Regions from separate parts of the Mus musculus genome. Here region 2 is linked to region 1. A link is a contact called in public Hi-C data. All regions are on one chromosome and are shown on one strand. The core of a region is the stretch at or near the end of the contact, and the rest is flanking DNA. Distances in the headings are between cores, read along the strand shown.

The links. A called contact is a pair of places that touch in the nucleus more often than the background predicts.
Region 2: a contact with region 1 is called in a Hi-C map of the C2C12 cell line, with 2.3 times the contacts expected there. The contact joins the enhancer-like site here to the promoter of 1700022H16Rik in region 1. A contact is called at or near these places in 13 of 39 promoter capture datasets (the 3T3-L1 cell line, the HPC-7 cell line, cranial neural crest and 7 more), 10 of 484 Hi-C or Micro-C datasets (the C2C12 cell line, adipose-derived mesenchymal stem cells, cerebellum and 5 more), 7 of 115 datasets of contacts at active chromatin or transcription factors (the NIH/3T3 cell line, craniofacial prominence, embryonic forebrain and 4 more) and 2 of 9 other capture datasets (adipose tissue and embryonic stem cells).

What each region holds. Positions count from the first base shown.
Region 1 is chr12:9,568,879-9,573,073 of GRCm38.p6, reverse strand. It overlaps 1700022H16Rik (RIKEN cDNA 1700022H16 gene), which reads left to right and starts at 2,489. Exons shown (of 4, transcript NR_045488.1): 1 at 2,489-2,554; 2 at 2,691-2,868.
Region 2 is chr12:10,134,220-10,138,414 of GRCm38.p6, reverse strand. No RefSeq gene overlaps it. Among named protein-coding and RNA genes, the nearest start is that of Gm46324, 59 kb to the right of the region's middle. Within about 2 kb of position 2,389, at least 11 of the 459 cell types and tissues checked have an H3K27ac peak or open chromatin away from gene starts, as enhancers often do. A contact at or near this core is called in the C2C12 cell line, where this site is marked.

The sequences.
Region 1 (4,195 bases), core at 1,240-3,739:
ACAAGAGAAAGGGCTATAGTTTACTCAGGAGCCCACTCCCACCTCCAGCACCCCACTGGTTACTGTTCAAGTAAGAGACCCACATAAGTGTGCCTATGTGCCTGGAATCTTAGCAGCTGTCAGTACTAGCAGGATCCTGGAAGCAGAGGGAGCTGAGGTCACCCCATTCCAATAGCTGGGGACACAGCAACAAAATCCAGTCAGGAATCCCAGGACTTCCTTCCACTTAGGCTCAATGTGTTCCCATAGTAGGCAAAGCTTGGATAATTTCCATGCTAAGGGCCAAAATTTCCCAAAAGAGTTAAACAAAATAAAACCTCTGCTTATTAGCTAATATACACTTGAGAAGAGCAACAACTCTACATCAAAAGTACAGACTCTCCTGAGACATATATGCACTAGCCCCTTATCCCCCAGGAGTCCATGCAACACAGTCCTCTATTTCATCATTCTTTTTGGCTTTCTCAAAAAAGTAGCCTTACCATCTCCCATCTCCTCCACCAGGTGTGTGTGTGTGTGTGTGTGTGTGTGCGTGTGTGTGTGTGTGTGTGTGTGTGTGAGAGAGAGAGAGAGAGAGAGAGAGAGAGAGAGAGAGAGAGAGAGAGAATAGGTTACCTACATTGGTGGAACAGTGCTTTGATTCCAGGTGAAGAATATGCAAGCAGATTTTTTAATTCTGCTTTTACCTGGAAAAACTGACCTGGCCTTCAAGCAAGTCCTGGAAATGAGAGGACTCAGAAGGCGCATGAAGCAAGGTTGGGAGCTCAGGCTTTGGCTCTCAGATCTTTCCAGGGAGTTGGTTAACAAAGCAGGACAGGACTGTGCATAGCTGTGTACCCAGGGACTGAGGTCACCTCAGTGGGCTTAGATCCCTGGTTACTAAGGGATTGCTTCTTGGGTCAGCTGCTAGAAGTGCTCCCTCCCACTGTGAGTCCCTTGGTGAGCGACCCCATGTAAAGCATGGCTCCCAGATGTCCTGGAGGCCATCCAAGGTCCTGTTTTCTTCTAGGTGTTACTTGGGGGAAGACGCCCCAGTAGCCCCGGAAGCTGCCAGCCATTCTGTACTTTGTGCTAAGGAGAGCAACTGCTGGCATCTTTCTCCCAACTGTTTAAGAGAAATTGGCCAGACTAGGTTGGACAGAAACTAGTGGATGGAGGGCAGGGTTCAGAGTACTTAGGAAGACATGGGCATTTTTTGAAGAAGTTAGATTCGTTTAAAATTCTCCAGGATGTCGTGTTTCAAACCTATTTCATGACATAGACAGTCTGTACCCAGAGGTGCTGTTGGTCACATCAGCCCAAGAGCCCAGTGAAGAAGAGGAAACTCCTATCTCACCCACGCCTCATTGCTGGGGTCCACAAACTCCGTCTCTCAGAACTTCCACTGACTGAGACTATAGTTTAGGCATGCATAGAGCCTGCAGAGGGTAACCAGATTCAGCGGTTACGGGTTACTCCTCTCTGAGTCTCTCCCTTGGCCACTGCCTGCTGCTTGGCTCCAGGAGGGACGCCCAAAAAGTTCCAGATTCTGCAGGAGTTGATCACCTGGAGAAAGGGTCTCTACTCCAGAAAGAAGAGTTCTAGCCCTGGGCCCCTTGCGTGCTTGCTTCCAGATGCATCCTGGTCCTGGTAGAGTGCAGCCAAAGCGCGACCCCCAGCTTTGCAGGAGACTCCTCCCAAACTTTAACCACAGGGAGTGCAGCCTTTCAGCCTCGCAGACACTACTGTGGCTGCCAGTCCTGGCTCCCTCCCCCGCACCCCGCAGGCTTAGCCCAGGTGATAGTGACCTCTACTTGTCCTCCTGTCCTAACCCCAGTCCCTTTTTGCCAATCAGAAGAGAAAAGATACAACCTGTCTTGGAGTTAAAAATGATTTGGGTGGTCTCCGCTTGTTTCTGAACCCAGTACCTCTCCACAGATACACAAAAGTGATCTCTTTCTGCTAAGTGGAATTTACTTAATATTTGCGAAGTGTCGCTTTTACAGCAAACTTTCCTGCAACTACTTTGTGGACATCTTGAGGGAAGTCTTCTCATTATCCCCCCCACCCCACCCCATATGCAAGATTGGAACCTTTAAATCTCGAGGGGAGGGGATTTAGCTTTACCCGTGTGCTCATTGAGATGATGAACTGTAATGGCTCAATAGTTCCTCTGGAACCATTATAGTCAATCGGGTCAAAATCCAGCTCGGAGGAGGAGGGGTTAAATTTCAGAGGTAGGCAATGCAGCTTATGTACAAGTTTGAGACCTTACAGCCTCTGAAAATCTACAAGGTAGCCAGGATTTAGAGAACAGAAGCCCGTGGCTAAGGTCGATGTTTATTGTTGTGACAGCGACAGGCAAGTTACGGTCCCCAAACTGAAAGGGAAAGCGAACACCCTTTTCCCAGACGTTTCCCGCATCCTAAGTTCCTTGTGAACGTCTAAGCATCTTCTAATTATTAAACGTCACAACAGGGCATCTACGTGGATATATACCTTTGTCTTTGTTTCTTTTTGAAGGAAACACGAATATACACAAGAGATTGCACGAACTCTGGCCATACTCTCTTCGGTAAAATGAAAAGATAATGACTTGTGCAAAATATGGGCGAAGGGCATAGTAGAGCTTTTTAAAATGAGTGATTAGAATCATTTTTGACACACAAACACCTGCGCTCTGGTGGAACTGAAATGTTCTTTCCTCCAAGGTGGGAAGTGAGCACATCAGAAAAGACCCAGTGTCTTACAAAGCAAGAGAAGATGGAGAAAAGTTGTTGCAGTTGAGCTGTGTGCAGTTGGGATGGAACCCTGGATTAGAATCACCTACCACACCCGCAGCGCTGCGTACTGGACCTGCAAGGGGCACCGAAGGAAGGAGTGCTCGAGGTAATTAAACATTTCCAGACACTGGAGGGCTGTTACCTGCACAGCGATTTCCGGCTGGGGGGCTCTGAAAACGTCTGGCTGCGAAGTTTTTAAACCAAGCTCCCCGACGCAATCATGAAGAAAACGCTCCCCCTGCTGGCGAGGAAGCGACATCTCTCAGTTTCCTTTCCTAGAAAAGCCAAGAACTCAGCTATCCCTTTTTTTTTTTATTTTTACCAGAGTGGTTTTCACGGAATTTCCCATTACTCTTTTAAAATCACGTGCACTCTTACTCTTCTAGAAGAAGGGAGAATTCTTCCCCACCCCTTTCGAAGGTTTGTGCATCCTTGCATCAAATCAGACATTTCTGATTTTATTTATTTTAATAATCTGAAGTCTTTAGCATTTTCTGCCTCCAGTGCCTTCTCATCTTGGGAACCACTATGAACAAAGATCTGGGGGGAAGATTTGTGGTTCTCAGGGATGGACTGGGGTGTGTATCTTCTGTCCAGGCACCGTGAGGTGAGGTTACCTCCTTCTTACTCTCTCACCATGGCTCAGTTCTCCCTGGAGCACATTATCCTCCTCACAGGTCTGTTTTGGACTCTGAGGAAGCACAGGAACGGGAAGAGAATCTGTTCCCGTGAACCATTTCCCCTAAATTCTTGAAGCTATTTGTGCTTTAGTCTCTCCTATTTGCATCCCTTTTCATTGTTGACTTCTCCAAAAGTGTTTTAATTGGACCCTCTCTTTTTCTTGTTATCCACACACAGGCTCTCTGACAGAGATCTGGACACAGAAACCCTAAGATTCTCTATGAAAACAAGTCTCTAGACAGTCCCCAAGCTACAAAAGAAACACAAGGTCTAAAAGATCATGGTACTTTACTCCTTGGAGCAAATTATTGAGAAAGTCACACACACACACACACACACACACACACACACACACACACCACTACCAACAGAAACAACAACAGCAACACTGCAGAGATGGACATGCCCTGGAAAGGAAAAGATCAATGCTCTGCCCTGCTCCAGATCAAGAAGATCCATCCTTCCTGGCACCTAGCCTTACCTTTGCCCCACTAAGGAGTAGAGTGTAGCCATGTCTTCCTCATCTTCAACTTTCAGGAAAGGATGCCAAGGGATTTGACCTCAGCTAGATGATTCAGGACACTATCATATGTGCAGCTCTTGCCCCAGTCACTCAAAACCTCAAAGTGCTTAATCTTGGTGCTTCAACAATATTACCTACCCAGTGGAAGGGGACCACGTGCCTGGGTCTCCTTTGTGTTTATGTCAGGGAAACTTCTGTAGGCCATGCTGCCATATTGAGGAGGTGCCAG
Region 2 (4,195 bases), core at 1,140-3,639, 570 kb before region 1:
ATTGTAGTTGTGCTCCAAAAGTACTTCATTCTCTAAACTTCAGCTAAATGGGGCTTTTGTCTGTACTTTGAACAGGGCAACGTTGCCTCTAGTAGAGAGACTTTGCATTTGTAATTTCTACTGTTTAGATAAAGTTTTTGGTTTAAAAGGTACCTTCACAATGATGACATTAATTTTACTCAGTCTTCTTTCCAACTCGTATTCCCTGCTAATTGTCTCTGTTTTTGTACTGGTTTCTGTTCACTGACTTTTATTATAAACTATCTCCAACACCCCTCTCTATTATGTGTTATTTGAGAGACAGGACTTCTTCATTATGTTTCTAGTGCTCCAGTCCTGCTGGCACCTCATGTGCTCTGGGTCATGATAGAATCCTACTCATTCTATAGTAGTTGGAGAAGTGAGTATGGGCGGGGTCTTCTGTATAAATATTTAAGTTCTACACTGTGAACAGTTGATTAAGAATCTTCCACACAGGTCTATAAATAGGGTTATTCTTTCCTGGAGTCTAAAGGTGTTTGAAGATGTGAGAATTCCTCTAAGAGTATTCAAGGACATTCTGTCACCCATTCTCCTTTGGAGCCTCTATAATGCACATCTAATGCTTAGGATAGAATCACCCTAAACACCTGTCACATTCCCACTCTGCCTTCTTGAATCCTTATAAAATACATCCTAATTGAACTTGTTCAGAGGAAAGAATGACATACAGCCTTACATTTATATGATGCTGAGTCCAGAGAGAAAATGAATGTGCCTGCAGCAACGGTCATTCAGTGTCAGTTCCCAGACACTCGGAGGACACCAAAACACATACAAGGTGGTCACAATTACCTTCTTTTCCACTGACTCGAGACACACCACCTTCAACAGTAGGCATGGGAAGGGAGTACAATTTTCTACATCTGCAGCACATTAAGCCCTTACCTGATACAATGTGATTCAAAAACTAATAAATCAACAGCAGAAACAGACCCTGGTGGCTATTTGTGAGGAAAAAAGAACTTTTCTCTGTGACCCATGTTGGGTACATGTGCACAGTAAACTTCATGGTTTTAACACACCTAAATATATTTCTTGCTATACATATAGGTCTTAGTTATCTGGGTTTTAATTGTATCTATACTCATGTTAATATGTGGCTTTTTGTGAGGTATCATTTTCTATAATTCCTTTTTTTCAGTAATTCAAACTTTTATTGAATATATTAAGATGCTTTTAACATTCTGAACCAGAGTCTCACTTGGGCAATATCAAACTCTAATATTTTATATTATTTATATACACTAACATAGATAAAAATAATTTTATAGTCATGTATGGTACTGTATGTGTGTGTGGATACATAAAAAATCAATGATATCTTTTATTTATATTCAATGGTCAATCATGACATACAGGTTGCAAGTATGTTCATTCACAGAATTACAATCATCCATGGCATTTGCAGAGGATTGGTTCCAGGCCCTTGTTCAATTGCCCAAATCCACAGTTGCTCATGTCTACTATATAAAATTATCTAAAATGGTATAGCATTTCATGTAACCCACACACATATCTATCTCATGTTCTTTAAATTATTTCTACATTGTATTTAGTACAATGTAAATAGTATGCAAATAGTTGCTTTTCTGCATTGTATAAGGTATAATGACAAGAAATATCTGTATTTGTTCAGCACAGACGTAAGATTTTAGAAGGTTTTGGTCTGTGGCTGGTTGTGGAATCTGTGGGTATGGAAGGGCAGGTTCACAGACAACTGTTCTACTATGATGGGCAGATGTGTGGTCTCTGGCTGAATTTTAGCCTACTGAGTCCAAATCAAAATAATTTCAAGAAAGTGCTACCTGCTTAAGCCTTTTAATGGTCAATCAGGAATTTCCACTCTGGTTCCTTCTGAGTAAACTGAGATTTCACTGATGTGATGTGACGACAGTTGCCAGGTTTGATCCGACTTATGAGATTTTGCCAAGCGTTTCTATGTCCCCTGGGCTGGAGACCAAAATACATAATTAATTTTTGCCCAGGCCTGTGGGAGTACATATGACTTGTAATAAAACAAGCTACTGGCATTCCTACCTTGAGAGGGTATTCATTTCACTAGGGAGAGTGAGGTAGAAGCTATTAGTAAAACTATGTTGATCTTCTTTCAGGGGAGGGAAAATTGAGCCTCGGGGTGAAAAGGAGAGGGTTCAGAAAGAATAGCTGATGTGTGTGAGATAATTCTGTTTACATGGGTAAGAGGTGTCAAAGTGGCATTACTCATGAGACAGATTGGAACAGAATGTTGCAAATCACTTTCAAGATTTTTGTTGGACTTCCCCATATATTTGTAGGCTGGAGTCAGGATTACTGGCTTTGGTAATTAATCCTTCTGAGCCTGCATTCTTTGCTACTGAGAAGAGGAGTGATTCAGGGGCCCAACCTGCTAAATCAAGATAGTGTGTGACCTCTAGAAGCAAGAGGGCTTTTCCTCACTTGGCCAGAAAAACAGAATCCGGGAGCATTGGGATGAGTAAACCAACGGAGGGAGGTGATGTTTGAAGGGCTGCAGAGATTTCTGAGGAGATAAGTTTGGTACATTTAGAGAATGAAATGTATGCAATGGCAAATTCAGAGAACAGCATTGACTAGGGACTATGTGAAATTACAGAAAGTAGGCCCTTAAAGAGTGCCAGAATTTTTAAACAGCATACATTTCAACACCAGTTTATTAACACTTATCTTTCAGGGCTGTTATGTATGCCTGCTTGTTTGTTGAGTTTGGATTCACAGGTGTCAGTGTATTAATCAATTAGTTAATATTAATTAATTAATATGACAGCTGTAAATAAAAGCATTCCATCAGTTTGCAATTATTTTGCCAAATAGGGTATCCTTATCTTATGTCTTTCTGCAATTACTTCTGGTATTACTAGACACTAATTCAGACACCACAGGGGTTGTGTAGGTTAAATTTTCTCTTTGCTTTTTGTCAAGGAAGAAATCAGATCACTCATCTCCTATTAAACTGATTAGGTACTATAAGAAGATAAGAGAAGAATTTGCCCCTTTAAAATAGTTAAGATCAAAGAAGTCATGTTTCCTAGTATCCTAGGATACAGGAGTATGATACAGTTCAGCTCTTTGAGAGACATTTGTAATATTTTTAATAAATAAAATTCTATAAAGTTTTTTCCCTGTGGTAAAATTCCAGTCATTTAAAGACCATAAACTTATGATACCAAAAAGGAATATGTTGATCGCACTTACCATTATATATTTCCAACTTCACAAATGGAAAAGGCTTATTCCCTCTTTGAGCTTAAACATTAGCCTGAGATGGGATGAGCCAGAAAGAGAATTTTGAAAATCAAACAACATATGAGATGGCATCTTGTTCAGTGGGTTCTATCTCTGGCCTTGAAGCCGAATCAGAGTTTCTATTTCTTAGGGCCTGTGTCACTCTGTCCTGTAGTGTTTCTGCTCTTCTGCCCATGTTCCTGGGTATAAACTCCTTGAAAACTAGGCTTTAGTGAATTAAATGGCTTGGTAATTCAAGCTTCTACTTTGTGCTTGTGGCAAAGTAGGACATGAAAAATGGGTCACTGGATGATCACGTGGCAGAGTTATGAAGATGTTTTAAAAGACTCTATTATTATGTGCAGGCACACATGAAGTGTGTGTGCATGTGCCATGGTTCAGGTGTGGATGTCAGAGGACAACTTTGCATAGTTGGTCCATAAACATCCTTAAATAATTTGTTTTCTGGGATTCAGCTTGATGACCAGGCAGTTGTAAACGTTGTTATTGTTCCTTAAGTGTCAATAAAACTTCTTTGAACGGGTGTATCTTCTTAAAGATGATTAACTTTGGAGTCCTACGGCTTAGGAGGCACATCATGGCTCCAGTTTCCCCTTCGGCAACCTTTTCTATTTAGTCTTTGTTCATTTTGACATCAAACATCCTAGATAGGGAAAGGGCAAAGCATGCGAGTGTGTTTACTTCCTTTCCCTGCCTTAGTGCAATGGGCACTTCAGAGGGAGGGTTTGGAAGCTGTTTAAAGTCTAAAATGCTTGCTCCCTGCCTTTTGAGTACATGTGTTTGAGGCTGAAAATCTTATCAGCAGATAAGCGCAGAGAGGCAGCCATCCCACATTCCACAAACTCAAGTCCAGATGGCAGGAGAGTTAGGGGTGAAAAACCCAAGCTCCTCA